4 separate regions of the Mus musculus genome follow, and regions 2, 3 and 4 are each linked to region 1. A link is a contact called in public Hi-C data. All regions are on one chromosome and are shown on one strand. The core of a region is the stretch at or near the end of the contact, and the rest is flanking DNA. Distances in the headings are between cores, read along the strand shown.

What was found. Hi-C and Micro-C count contacts between places; a contact is called where the count stands out from the background.
Region 2: a contact with region 1 is called in a Hi-C map of the N1E-115 cell line, with 4 times the contacts expected there. The contact joins the enhancer-like site here to the promoter of Isl1 in region 1. A contact is called at or near these places in 13 of 39 promoter capture datasets (the 3T3-L1 cell line, 3T3-L1-derived adipocytes, the C10 cell line and 8 more), 1 of 484 Hi-C or Micro-C datasets (the N1E-115 cell line), 4 of 115 datasets of contacts at active chromatin or transcription factors (embryonic basal ganglia, embryonic hindbrain, embryonic limb bud and 1 more) and 3 of 9 other capture datasets (adipose tissue, embryonic stem cells and pancreatic islet).
Region 3: a contact with region 1 is called in a Hi-C map of the N1E-115 cell line, with 9 times the contacts expected there. The contact joins the enhancer-like site here to the promoter of Isl1 in region 1. A contact is called at or near these places in 4 of 39 promoter capture datasets (3T3-L1-derived adipocytes, hippocampal neurons and liver), 3 of 484 Hi-C or Micro-C datasets (the N1E-115 cell line and cortical neurons), 3 of 115 datasets of contacts at active chromatin or transcription factors (craniofacial prominence, embryonic forebrain and forebrain) and 1 of 9 other capture datasets (embryonic stem cells).
Region 4: a Hi-C map of the N1E-115 cell line shows a contact between it and region 1, with 5 times the contacts expected there. The contact joins the enhancer-like site here to the promoter of Isl1 in region 1. A contact is called at or near these places in 6 of 39 promoter capture datasets (the 3T3-L1 cell line, the HPC-7 cell line, cranial neural crest and 3 more), 4 of 484 Hi-C or Micro-C datasets (the 3T3-L1 cell line, 3T3-L1-derived adipocytes, the N1E-115 cell line and 1 more) and 2 of 9 other capture datasets (embryonic stem cells and liver).

The regions. Positions count from the first base shown.
Region 1 is chr13:116,308,009-116,311,551 of GRCm38.p6, forward strand. Isl1 (ISL1 transcription factor, LIM/homeodomain) reads right to left here and starts at 1,680. Exons shown (of 6, transcript NM_021459.4): 1 at 1,387-1,680; 2 at 266-455. The coding sequence starts at 1,414. RefSeq lists promoters at 1,477-3,543, 1,479-1,857.
Region 2 is chr13:115,823,579-115,827,121 of GRCm38.p6, forward strand. No RefSeq gene overlaps it. Among named protein-coding and RNA genes, the nearest start is that of Isl1, 480 kb to the right of the region's middle. Within about 2 kb of position 1,868, at least 2 of the 459 cell types and tissues checked have an H3K27ac peak or open chromatin away from gene starts, as enhancers often do. A contact at or near this core is called in the N1E-115 cell line, where this site is marked.
Region 3 is chr13:115,975,877-115,979,419 of GRCm38.p6, forward strand. No RefSeq gene overlaps it. Among named protein-coding and RNA genes, the nearest start is that of Isl1, 330 kb to the right of the region's middle. Within about 2 kb of position 1,590, at least 8 of the 459 cell types and tissues checked have an H3K27ac peak or open chromatin away from gene starts, as enhancers often do. A contact at or near this core is called in the N1E-115 cell line, where this site is marked.
Region 4 is chr13:116,000,925-116,004,467 of GRCm38.p6, forward strand. No RefSeq gene overlaps it. Among named protein-coding and RNA genes, the nearest start is that of Isl1, 310 kb to the right of the region's middle. Within about 2 kb of position 1,762, at least 9 of the 459 cell types and tissues checked have an H3K27ac peak or open chromatin away from gene starts, as enhancers often do. A contact at or near this core is called in the N1E-115 cell line, where this site is marked.

The DNA of each region.
Region 1 (3,543 bases), core at 430-2,929:
GAGGGAAATAATCTTTTGTATGAAAAATTCAAAGAGTCATTAACAAACCTTATCAACAAAAATTTATGAAACACAGCGACACCCCACCCCCCAAAGATATGAAATGAACAACAGTTTAATTTTAAAAACATTTCTTGTACACTGGGCACTCTAAAGTAAACGTTCTCCCTCCCTCTAAAAACAACAAAACAAAACAAAGGCACATCAAATAATAAACAAGGAGAGCCAAGAAATCTCAGAAAATAACCCTGTAAAAATGGCATACCTGATATAATCTCTTTTACAGTAGGTTTTCCCATCCCTAACAAAGCACGTACAGCTTTCGTCCAAATACTGATTACACTCCGCACATTTCAAACATGCTGCATGCCACTCCAAATCCGGAGAAACCCTCAGAATATACTGGTCGTGAATTTGATTGCCGCAACCAACACACAGGGAAATCAGACGTTTTTCTGAAATGAAAATAAATGCATGATTGACTAACCGTTTACTTCCTACAGAGATAAACACACTTTTAGTGTCGTTCTCTTATAGGGTGTATTCTGGAAGAATTTTTTTCTTTCCCTTTTTTTTTTTTTCTTGTTCTTCCCTTAAAGAGTATTGCACTTTGGGATGGTAATTGGAGTGTGCCATCAAAACCTTGACTCGCTTTTTTAAAAAGGGAGGTGGAATATATGTAAAACGCAGATTTGAATAGTCTACATTGTAAGCTTAGCACGCAATCAAACCCGCTCATTTTGTGTTTTCTCCCTCCTCCCTCTTTGCTATAATCATTAGGCAAGATTATGGATAAGTCATGTCAAAGAAAAGGTTTTGACTAGAAGCGTTAAAGCAACGCTGGGATGTCTATATTTTCCGTGAAGCACGTTCTTCAATAGCACGCGGGAATGGATATTGTTAGAAGAGTAGACATCAATACAGTTGTCACTCGCTCTCTTTTGCAAGTCTAATGCTAATTCATATCTGCCGGTGTGGTTTGTGCAGGCAGACCTTTGCTACATAATAACTTCTCCAAGAGCTCCGGAATCCGGAGGAGGAAATCACCGCTAAGCACCGGGCAGGCGGCTAGAGTTTGGGAGGGCACAGAGCATTCAAACACAAGGTATGATCAGTTTCTCAAAGATCGGAATTCACACCAAACATGCAAGCTGCAAGCGTGACAAGAAGAAAACACACACACACACACACACACACACACACACACACACACACACACACACACACACAACAGCAGCAGCAACAACAACAACAAAAGGACCACCTTCTCTTCTGTCTCTCCAGGCAGTGACTACAAATCCAAAGAGCCCTGTCATCGGTGCCTGAGAGAGACCCCCCCACACCACAACAGCACACCAAGCCCCACAAGGTTAAACCGCTTCTTACTTTTTGGTGGATCGCCCATGTCTCCCATATCTGTAAGAGGGAGTAATGTCCACAGTGAAATGGTGGTTGGACAATTGGTGAATAGCCCACAGAGAGGATGCTGGTGCTGTGGCTAGGTGGCAAATAGTGGCCCCCGGGGTTGCCAAAACTGGGGGAAACAGCTGCCCGGCTGCGCCGCGCCCTCGCAGATCTGGGAGTCCGATTTAAGCCGGCGGAGTTGGCAGAGCGGAGGCGCAGCAGCAGCGGCGGACTCGCACGGCTCGGGGCACCTCTCTTCCTTATCTCTTACTCAAACTTCTCAGCTCCAACTCAGCTCCATCGCCATTGGTCTGACGCAGCGCGCGGGGACGTCAGGCGAGCGCCGCGCCCATTGGCTGCGGGGCGCGCGGCGCAGCTGTTCTGATTATCATATTTCAGCCCCGGCGCCTCCGCGCGCCACTGCCCGCTCGGCGAGCCCGCAGGAGAGGATTAAGCCTCCCGAGGCCACGTCGCTCCTTGGGCGCCGGGTGGCCCGGGTCCCCGGCCGCCGCCTCCTTGTCCACCACCCCCTCCCCGCGCCTTCCCGGACGCGCCGCGTCGTGTCCTGGGGTTCCAGCGCCGCGGGCTCCCCGCGGACCTTGGGCTGCGCTGAGCTCGGGGCTCCCTTTTCTGCCGCCCGTGGCGAGTAGCTGGTGGGTAGGTCCTTCCTGTGAAGCGGGTCCCTACCGGGCTCCAGGAAAAGGGGGGCACTTGGAACGGGCCGCTTTCCTTCACTGACTCCCGTGCTGGCGCGCACAGCCCAGGGCTGGCCAATTTCGCTGCCTGCGGGAAGGGCGCATCTGCTGGAGCTAGCAGCGCGCTACGCGTTAGGGGACAAACCCGGAGTAGGACGGTTAGACCCAAAAGAAATGGGTTTTTTTATGACTTCGTTTTTGTGTTCTTTTTTTTCTTTCTTTCTTTCTTTTCTTTCTTTTTTTCTTTTTCTTGCTACCGTGTTGACCCTGTTACTCCCCAATCTGAGCTCTCCAAAGACTTGGGGTGGGAGGAAAGGGGAGCTTGTCTCCCTAGCGGACAATCGGGTTGGAAACGCAAAGGTCAAACGAAAAGGTAAAACGAATTAACTCCGAGGTTGGTTCCTTTCCTCCCGACCCGTGAGGTCTCCTGTTCAATTTTAAGTCTAGCATGAAAGTGTTCTAATCTAGAGTCAGAGTGCAGGACCCTAAAGTTTACGGGGGTGGGGTGGGGTTGTCCATGTCTGTCTATGGATCTGTTGTCCACTCTTTTTTAAGGCAAAGGTGCACTGGGCCCTTAAACGGCTTGGTAATTATAAGCGCAACTTTACAATATTCTCTAGAGACTTTTAAATCTTTTAGTATGAAGGCGTGAGCAGGGAGGGTCTGTTGCAAAAGAAGAGTGGGGCGCCTACTTCCCTCCCCTGAGGTTAGCTTTCTAATTTGTTTCCTCTGGGGAAGCCATCTGGAGGAGATGTTGGCTGCATCTCACCGGTAACTTTTGCCAATAATTTCTTTCCTGATTCCCCAAAATCTACAGTCTTTCAGAGGCAGTTATTAGGGGACACACAGAATTCCCACACTTCTGCCGGAGCTTCTAGAGGGACTTTGATCAGAGAGAGAGAGAGAGAGAGAGAGAGAGAGAGAGAGAGAGAGAGAGAGAGAGAGAGGCTACAAACAGAATCGTAGAAGGGTTCAGCTTGTTTTTTTTTTTGTTTGTTTGTTTTGTTTTGTTTTGTTTTCCTCTTAGAAGAGCCAGAGGTTAGGGAACTCCTTTTTGTGTTTCTTCCACCAGATCTAAACCATGATAAAACCTGTGAACCCCACCTAGGCCGCAGTGGCCGAGTTAGAAAGCCTGTGACTTTTCAGAGTACACACAGAGAGAAAAGAGGTTAAGAAGCAGGAGTGGGTTTTTCCCCCCTTTCTTGTTTTGCTGTTTTCTTTAAGAAGGCAGATGGGAATCTCTTCCCTTCCTGTTCTTTTTTTTTTTTTAATTATAAATTATTTTGAAGTCCGTGAGCAGGATGGAAAGTTGTGTAGACTCCGGTTAACTTTACCGGTTGGTTGTGTTTTTTCCTTTCAACCCCGGTTTCTGCTCTCTGACATCCTATGTGTGGTATCTTTTGTCAAGCTGCTTTTGCCAAGCCCAGAGAAGCAGTTCCCTCCG
Region 2 (3,543 bases), core at 618-3,117, 480 kb before region 1:
TGTGGTTGCCAATCCTGGAAACAAGTGGGGGCAGCTGAAATGTGTTGGAAATCCTAATTCTTCCAGTCTTCCAGAAGAAGATGAGAAGAATGTTTTGATGCTCCTATTTAGTTAGGAGCTGGTGTTCAGGTGTGTCATCTCTTGATACGCTCCAAGAGAGACTAGACTCTAACACTCAACAAATGACATCATTGTGATCGTTGAAATAAAACAGTATGGGTAGTACACTTAATCACCCTCAGAAATAGTGGCAACACTAACAAAAATAATGAGTACTTAACATAAAGGTCTTACTCCTCTACTGCTGAACATAATGCCCCAGATTAGAATTATCATTGGAAAATGCATGTTTCTAGGACCCTGTCACCTAGCTCCAGTCTCCTCCTTTGAAATAGCATGTATTTATAATATGGAGGTAAGTAAGTGATTATGGAAAGAATATAACTATTATAAATTTTACTTTTATGTACATAGAAACATAAAATAATAGAAATGATCAGGAAGTTCAAAAGATTCCTACCAATCTCACAAATGTATAACATAAGCTTTACCTAGTACTTTAAAGAATGGCACATAAAATATAGCCAGTTAAATTTTTTTAAAAAAAAAGTAGTTTTCAGTAAAAGTCCACGATTTTCATCCAAAAGATACTTACTTATCAGTAGAAGAAATACTGAAGCAATCTGGTAATTTTTCATTTGAAAATAATTAGGAAACCTCTTCCGTCTCAACAATTGCCCTCTAAAATCTCAAATCGATATGACCCTCCATTGGAATTCTTAAATCCTGAAGGGAGAGAGAAAGGGAAGGAAAGATCGAGGATGATTGACAACTTTGGATCCATTTGATGATTGTATCCATTTCAGATTCTCTGCTGACAATAGAAGCCTGATTGGACACCACGGACTTTATTGGGAAGTGGATGGAATATAATATGCTTTGTACTGCATTCCCTGTTTGAGTTGATTGGGTGAAAGACAAATTTCACATGGAGGAGAGTCTGAATCCTGTCGCTGTTGCAATTACACTGAGCACCAGTGGGGAAATGCCCTGTTGCTCCTGTGATCTGCTGACAATTGGACCTTTTTATCCCCAAGCTGTTGCCTTCAGTACTTCATGTGATTTCTTTTCAATAAATTATATTACATAAGCATCCTTAATAGTATATTAAGTAATGGAGTCTGCAAAGCCTTGTTTGCTTCAAAATAGACTTCCCTTTCTTTTCTTTCTTTTTCTATTTTTCTTCCTTTTTTTTTTTTTTTGGTCCAGTAACAGCTGTTAAGATTAGGTGCTAGAACACATCAATTGAGAATCATTTCCTTTCTTTCTTCTATTTTAAGTGATGACATAGATTTTAAAAGCACACCAGTAAACCAAACCATTAATGTTTCCTGTTGTGAGCAAAAATGAAGACTTTGTGATTGTTGAGATTCGGAGACCGTATCTTCTCTGTGATGAATTTTTAACATCTATACTCCACTAACTCCATAACAGGGTTCCATCTAAGAGCAAATTAATGGAGCACTTATTGAATTGAGTTGTTATAAAATGCAACATAAACACCCTGTAAACAATGAAAGAAATAGAGTTTGTTGAATCTGTTATCTTACTCTCTAAATTGGTGGCACCAGCCTAGCTGTGGGATGCTTAGGGATGATCACGATTCTGAAAACAAACAGCCGAGGACTAATCTGATTGAAGCTGCTTTCTAAGTAACATTTTAAAAAACCATTTATCAAACCTCTCTGCTCTGGTAGGCTTCACAAAATGACAAGGCTATTTTAGAGCCATAAACCTCAATGCCCTGTGCAGTTATGGCATGCAACCAAAGACGACTGAAGAGAAAATGAAGCCATAATTGACTACAGCTGCTCACGCCTAACATTTCCTAATAGCATCCTTAGAATCTTAGGTTGGTGTTCTCTCTCCCTCTCAAACATAGACCTCCCATGATTTATCAACTGAAGGAGTCTCAAGGTGGCTTCTGGGGTCTCCTCGTGGCTCAGCATACGAAGAATTGACCTCCCAAACCAATGATTGGTATACGTTTGATTGCCATTCACTTGTTATGTTCAGTTCTCAGAATGAAAGTGAAGTGACGGTAATTTTCTGTGCTCACGTGCCATTTTTAACCTGGTCCAGGGCTTTGCCTTCAAATCACAGGGAAGTGCTGTGTACTTTGGAGGTTGCTATTAAAATATAGGATGGAACCATTACATTTTATTGGCTTAGCCTTTCCCTGCACTACCTATAAAAACAGACACTGCTTTAAAAATCTCTCCCTAATGTCCACTTTCTTGGGGGTGCAGCTGACCTCATGAAGTTTACTGCTTGTCTGTTAGTGAAGACTAATTAACGTTGACTCTGTCGTTAGGGCACCCTAATCTGTAGGTCCATCTTGAATAATTTGATGAAAAGCTGTATCCAGGCCAAGTCATAGAAATTGGTTGTTTATAATGACGTATTGAAACTTCTTTTCTGTACTCTATGGATCATACATAAAAGAATAGTTTGTGAATGTTCAGTTAGTTCATCATTCTTTAGTCATCAAACACTTCTTACTGATGAGCATTTGCATTGTAAGAAACTTGTGTGTAGTTATATTTTAATTTACTTTTCACATAACAAATGCAATCCAATTAAAACCATCATCAAGTATATGAAATGCATTTTCATTAATTGCTGTTTTGCTTCATAATTAAAACTCTACCACTGTCCTGGATTTAAATACATTCATTTATCACATTTATGCTTATTGTAACATTAATCTACAGTCAGTTGGGGATCTTTGGAATAAATAAGTCACATAATTTTCCATCTTTGGTGAAAGAGTTTGAATCATATTTTATTGTTGCTTAAGAAAATTAACATTGATAATTCGTTTTCATAAAATACAAGTAAATTTTTACAATAGAATATGTATTTTTTTCTAGAGGAATTCTGTATATTATTTGAGAACTCCAGAATAAAATATTTTAAAATTAGCCAAGCCATGCTCAAATTGGAATAACAATAAAAAGTGGTGCTAGGTATTATTTTATTTTAAGAAACAAAAATAATTACCATGACTTTTATGTTTCAGCCAAACTGAATCCTAAATAATAAAAATTGTTCCAAGAATATCAGTACTAATATTAGTATTTATTATTTTTATTTAGATGCTCTTCTATGAATATAATGTAATATGCATTGCAAAAAATGTAAAAAAATTACAGAAAATACATTTTGATTAGAGAAAAATAATCTTTTTATTTACTCTTTGAGACTTACAGATAATATATTTGATATTATTTATTCTCCTTCCCTCCAACTCCTCCCCACATTTCCCCACACTATTGCTCATTAAACTTCATTATCTCCCTCTGCTTCTCTCTGCCTCTTTGTCTATCTAAACATAATATAAAAACACCAACCATGAAAGACATTTTGTGTTGGCTTGCTACCCCTTGGCATAGAGCCTGCCCTAGCATGTGGTTAATAAATGAATATAGTTTCTTTCTTTCTTCCTTTCTCTCTCTCTCTCTTCCTTCCTTTCTTCCTTCC
Region 3 (3,543 bases), core at 340-2,839, 330 kb before region 1:
ACCAAGAAATGAGATATCATTTGAGATGTAAACAAGTGGAATGCCTAATAAAAAAATAAATTGATATGATAGATAAATACCCACACACTTGTGATTAGTTTTAAAGGGAGAATATGTAATAACGAATAAGAGAAATGTTAATAACAAATATTCTAACACTTGAATACTTTCTCTTTCAAATAACACATTTAAAACTTTACATGTAAAATTTTTGCTTTAGATAAATACTACTAGCCTGCAATAAAAGCTGATAAATCACAGAATGAAGACATGGTATCATCTAAAAATTAGCTACCAACTAGAATTGTGTGAATATGCGCATGCTGTCCAAGAAGAGTGAGATTGATCCCTGAAAAGCATCAAGGAGAAGATGGAAAACAGTGTGACCATGGTTCAGATTCTGATGAACAGAGTGAGAGACAGGGTGGGAGCTTATGGAACACTAGTCAACAGTTTAATGCTTAAAAAAAATGATTCTATAACTTGTGTAAAATTCCTCCAATGTAAATTAGAGCTTACTTATATTAGACTTAAAATAATTATGATATAGCCATGCATCTTAAATACATTGACTGCAGATGAGTTGTGACATTTAAACAAGGAATTTGAGTGTATCTTACGTTTAAAGTTATTTACATATAGGCATAGATTCAATCATATACATATTATAGGAGCCATATTAACCATTTTGACGCATATAACTTCGGTAAAGAAGAGACTATTCATTGTATTACTAATAAGATGAATTAGCAAGCTTGGCTGTATTTCGTCTTTAGAAAAGCATTGAAGTAGGAATTTATTGATGATAGCTCTATAAAGTCTTATCATCTGAATTTGACTAAATGCATCAATGAAGACTTCTTCTGTTATTAGCTGGCAAACATTTATGTCAATAAAAAATTACCTGCTCATGTCAGTTTTACTTTTTCCTCAACATCATTGGTCTAAATTGGAAAACACTATTGTGCTCAGTATTTCTGCTTGTTGATCTCTAAGTGAAAATTGTGTGGATTTCTTTCCTAAACTAAAGAGGAGAGAATGTATATTTGTTTTCCTTCTTCTTCTCACCTCTTTTTTTTAGGACAAGGTTATAGATAATAACCCAGACATATGCAATATTTAAATGTTTTCAAAAGATAGTCATATTTATATTATTTATGGATGCCACTGTCCATAGTGATTTAGAACTACATTAAAGTCGAACCAGGGAGGACATCATAAACAGCTCTTGTTTAAAGGGCATTGTGAAGGAGAGCCTTTAATCTGATTGATGAAATAAATGGAAAGTAATCTATCCTCTATTCAACAGCTTGTTGATGATATGAAAGAATTCCTACTCGAGCAAGCAAGGCTTTAAAGAGAAAGACCTCTTTCATCCTGTCAGCCTCTCATTTTTAGAAAAAAGTTAAGTTTTTCATCATGGTTCAGGGGAGTCCTTGTAAAACGTTCATTGAAAATTTAAGAGCAATTACAGTGTCAGACAGCGAGAAAAATTGCTTTTACTGAGTGAGAGTTCTCTGACAGATGCATTGTGGGAGAATTGATTCTTTCTAGGGGATAAGTGAATTGTCATTGTTAGGCTCTTCTCATGACATCTAGCTAGATGGCATCTGCTTTGTAACAGAAGATTTGAATCAGACAACTGTACTCAACACTAGACAGTGTCTAGATTAGTTCTGCAAAGAAATGAGGCTTTGCTCTGCATGGCATCCGCTGAGCTTTTAAAGATTACAGATGAGCAAGGGTTTCGGGAAAAAAAAAGTTAGAAAAATCAAAAACAAAGCTTTATAGCCACTTCAGAAAGCCTGGATGTTTAACCTGTAAGGAAGTCTGTCAAATCCTGTGGAAACCACATAGAGTAAAGATCAATAGGATGCCTACTGGCTCCATTAGCTTGGTGTAAAGGGGGGAGAGGGGACCTGCTCTTCCGCAAGAGAACCTACATTATTCCAGGGATTATGCGGGATCAGTTCACTTTGCAGTGGAGGAGAAGAAGAAGAGAAAGTGAATGAAGATTCTTGGTGGGCCAAGACTGGAGAGAAAGGGCTTGCCAGGTAATATAATTGGAGATGAGGAAGTGGCTGATTGACTGGGAGGTGTCGCTAATTAGATGTTCATTTGCATAGGCGAATGTGTCAGTGCTGATCTGGAATGAGGCATGAGAAAAGCGATTCAGAGAAAGAGATCCACAGAAACTGCTGTCACTCAAATCTGCTGCAAGCCCAGCTAACAGTTACTACTAGTGTGCTGTTTATGCCTTTTTGAGTGAAAGCAAGTACTTGCTTGGGAAAAACTTGCATTTTAATCAAGGAAATCACTCCAGGTCTCATAATCTTTACAGCTGTATGTACATTAACCAGAGAATTAGTGCTAAGCATGGTGTTAAGTACACAGCGGTGTACTTAATAATATTACTTGGTATTATAATTGGGAGAAATTTGTAATCAATATTGTAGAAAGATTAATTCATAATATGAAATTACTTTTCTTATTTCATATTTGGTGTTTAGCATAAATGTTGCGTTTGAAGGATCAGTGAATAATTTCAGTTTAAACAAGGAGGTTTGAACTGACACAGATATATTTTGTGCTGATGGAGCAGCACAAAAGTTTTGTGTTATTTAATAATTGTGTTTGAAATTTGCAATAAAAGCTATATACTTAAATATTAAACTCTTATATACTATTCTTTTTTAAAAAACGTAGTCTCAACTTTATTGACACAGGCAAAATATTAGCATTTTTTCTTTCACCCAATTTCTTATCTTATTTTTTTCGTGCAATTAAATGTCTTGAGAATGTTTAAGAGTGTACAATGCCAGCACACTCTTTGTAGGAAACCATGTGTTCCCAAAAGTGTGGGCTTTATCCTGATTCCTGCTACAAGCATCTTTATCATTGTTTATATGAATCCTCAAATGAATTGACAGTGATTCAGAAAGGTAAATTTGAATCGTGCCAATGGAGTGCAGATAAAATTAAACAACACATGAATCTCACTGCCTTCATTTCTGATATTTTTTCTTTTTGTATCCATACACGTTTGTTTCCCCCAGGTTAGCAAAAGTGCATTTAAGTACTTTACTAACAAAGGAGTTACTCCATGCGTCTCTGCCATAAGAAACAGTATATTACTTGGTGATTTTCAGGTGGGAAGAAAGTATAACCCATCCAGAGAGTTACAATTTAAAATGCTCTACATGATAAATATTACTATATTTATTAGTTTAAAAGAACTTTCTTGATTGTGGAGTATTGCAGCGCTATGATAACAGTGAGATTGATGCAGCTAAACTGAACGTTAAAAAGTGCAAAAATGCCACATCTTTCAGGTATTTGAAAGTTAATGGGCAAAGAAAATCAGGTCTTTTAGCACAGGGGCATGGCTGTTACTATTAGTGCAATGGGGTCTCTCTCTAATGGCTTATGGAACCACCTTTAAATAGTATTTTATAATGCATTATATAAAAAAAAAACTCAAAGTACCTAAATAGAGTTACTGTGTACAAACGCTTGTTTTTCATTTGTTAGTAAACACTGCAA
Region 4 (3,543 bases), core at 512-3,011, 310 kb before region 1:
AAACATTTTCTCTTGCAGTTTATTTACTTTTATTTGGAGTAAAGGACAATGAAAGTGCTCTGACAATAAAATAATAAAAAAGAGACATAATAAAGGGGAGAGAGGGGGGAGGTGATGGGGAAAGGGCAGCAGGACAGAAAGGGAGAGAGTGAGGAAGAGGGAGAGAATATTTTATATACCTAAACATAGGGGAGTCATGGTTAGAGATTTAGCTCTTGTGCTAATTATGAATTTGGGATGCTCTATTAAATTAAAATCTTATTTTTAATTTGGTGATGAGACAATTATTTCCTTTTAACTATATTTTATTATTTCATTATGATTTTATTACAGAGTGACCAAAATCATTATAAAGCTATATTTCTAACCTGGTCCTCTTCACAATCTTCCTCCCTGTGAGCACTAGGTGCCAGGCAATGTGCTCCATACTGTAAACTAGCCTGTCAAATCTTATTTTTATTCTCATCAGATGTGTCGAAGTTCAGAGTAGAAATTATTTGTCCCAAACTCTTTTAAAATCCAGGGATGTGACTGGCAAAAAAAAAAAAAAAAAAAAAAAAAAAAAAAAAAAAAAAAAAAAAAAAACAGTCAATGAAGTTATTCCTAACAATATTCGGCTATACTCATTTTTTTTTCTGCTATACTCATAGATCAGTGCCTTGCACGGTCATCATCCTGAAGGCTTCATCTTGCAGCAGAGAGGAGCTTGTATGGTACTTTGCAGTCTAAACTGGAAGTCTCTTTCAGCTCCCAGGAGATTTGGGGCCTGCAGAGAGCAGGGAGAAAGGATTTAAGAGTCAGGAGGCAGTGGCCATGTCTCAGCATATATTATGGCTGGCCACTTGGTGGATTTGTAGGACCACTGACCAGGAGTGTGTGTTGCTAACACTTCTGCCTGCTTTTGAACCACTTTTCCTCCTGTTGGGTTGCCTTGTCCAGCCTGATTTGAGGACTTTTGCAATGTCTTACTGTCTTTTGTTTTGTCTTCTTTGGCTGTCCTATCTTTGAGGTTTGTCCTTTCTAAAGAGGAAACAGAGGAGGAGTGAATCTTGGAAAGAGGGAGAGGAAAAGCTGGGAGGATGGGGAGGAGAGGAGGCTATGGTCTACCATGTTGTGTGAAAGTAAAACTTATTTTCAATACAAAAGAAACTTAAATAAATAATCAAGCAAGCAGTCAAACAAACAAACAAACAAAATCTACAGGGCCACAAATCAGACACAGTTACACTCAATTCCAGAGTTTGAGTTCTAATCCACTGTATCATTGATAAATTGAAGAATACCTCAGGAACTAAGAATCATTTTTCATAAAAACACTCAATTCAAGTATTAACAAAGCAAGAATATGAAAGTGCACACACTCTGAAGAGAATGAAGCATGCCCAAGATCTGTGCTTACTTTAAAAAATATGTAAGCCTCCTTGGTGGATCCAGAACAGCAAACAACCTAATTCTGGGGAAGCTAATTATTGATGAGCATAAATCACACTACTGTTTTGATCATTTCTAACTCCAATATCAGAGCAAAGGCCTATAAGCCAGAAGAGATGCAGGACAGCTTGTGATAAGATAAAATAATGGCAGGATTTGTTATATCCCCCTCAAGCACTAAGTCGATTAAAAGGTAGCTCTGGTTAGGGCAGAATGATATGCAGAGAATCAGATGAAGCAGATATGACAGGAAGCTTGTAATAGCCCGAGGTTGAGAAAGAAATGGGTCCTTTGCCAATGCAAACTCTTGCCAATGAAACTTCTGCACAAAATGGGTTGGCAGCCAGCCCACAGTTTTCTGATTCGAGCCAGACTCCCAAGAGGGATGGTGTCAACCTGCTAGTAGCATGCTTAGAAAGTAAAAGGCAAGCTTTTATTTATCCTTTCCTTTTTTTTTTTCCTTTTGTTGCTACAACCGAACAGGAAAATATTTTCTTTCTCTTTAGTCATGACTCTTGGAAAGGTGTTCAGCACAGCTGTGCAAGGATTGTTCTATCTGAAGAAAATGAAACCAACCTCAGCACCGGGATGAGTGCTGAAATGGATAAAATTTTATCCCCAGTTTAGTGACAATTTGAGGAAAAATATATGGTTGAGAGAGGGACCCAGGAAAAGCTTCCAAATCAGCTGTCCCCAAATGAAGTAAGACCTGAATTGAATCATTCCAAGCAAAGTCAGAAGAAGAATTTGTGGATAAAGATTTTTTCCTATATAAAATAAAATCTAGATGGGCAATTATTGATATTTTCCATTTAAAAGCACATGTTTTAATCATAGTGTAAAGCATAGCAGGTAGAAATAAAGCAGAAAAAACCATGTGTACTTTGGCATATCACTAATGTGTTAGTACTTTAAAGAAGAACAAAGCCTCAAGGAAGGTGAATTTGAAAATGGGAAAACAAGCAGATACTCAAACTAGCTTTTCAGAGACATGGAGGTAATGAAGAATCATCTATCAGTGCCACTACTCAAAGACGTGTCTAATTTCATTGTTTCCTTTCTAGAACTAAGTAGTCGTGGTTTACCTCAGAACATAGCAGCACCTGTATGCGATGAATAGTCAGACTAGAAGACAGAATGAAGAAAAAGATGCAAACTAGGTGAGATTGACCATGTTCTCTCTGTTGCTTCTCTATATCAGGGTTCTGAGCTTTCATACTTATCATTTCCTAGTCGGATAGAGATCTAGAAAATGAGTCAATGGAAATTGACTTGATGTAAGCATTGTATAGCATAAATATCCATAATTTAATAATTAAAATTAAAGAGAAATAATTAAAACATTAGGATGAAAAAACAATGAACCAATAGAGCCTGCTTTCTAGGGTAATTTAATCTAGGGTAATTTCTGCAGGGTAATGATAGCCACTTCCTTACAGAGATAGATATTGGTATCTCCAGCCCCATTGCTGGTTCAAAAGATGCAGAATGGAGCTGGGCAGGTGAGAAAGTGGTGGCTTTGGAGCCCAGAGTTACTGTGGGGTCAGAATACTGCAAAGCTGATGCAATGCTGGTGACTCATGTTGGAGTGGCCTTAAGACAACTTTTCCTCAGATAGAAATCCTGCAGGCCAGGATTGCTCAAAAAAATTTTTTTTCCAGTGCTTCTTACGTTTTAACAACATGCATTGACATTTTCACATACTTTTGATTTACAATCCTACTGTGAAATGGAGGTCATTTCTTTCTCAAATAGTAAACCAATACATTTTAAAACAACGCTGAGATCATCAGATTGTTTCCACTATTAGGGACTTTTTTTGGCATAGTGAAAATGATCCCATGTCTCCTTTCTATTGGAGTGTTTCCACTGGAGACCAAAAACATGGAACAGACTTTCTATATATAAATATTCTCCTAAAGGTTTGAAAGAACGACCCAACGATTCTCCCCCAAACACACACATGACTTTCTGTATTACATGACCTGCTATCATTGGATGATGCTATGGCTTAGGAAATTGCACCTCCAAATCACCTCTTGCAAAGCAACTACTACCCCTCAAATCAGTAGTCTTGGCATGAAAGAGGTTATACTCCGTTATCCTGTCTCT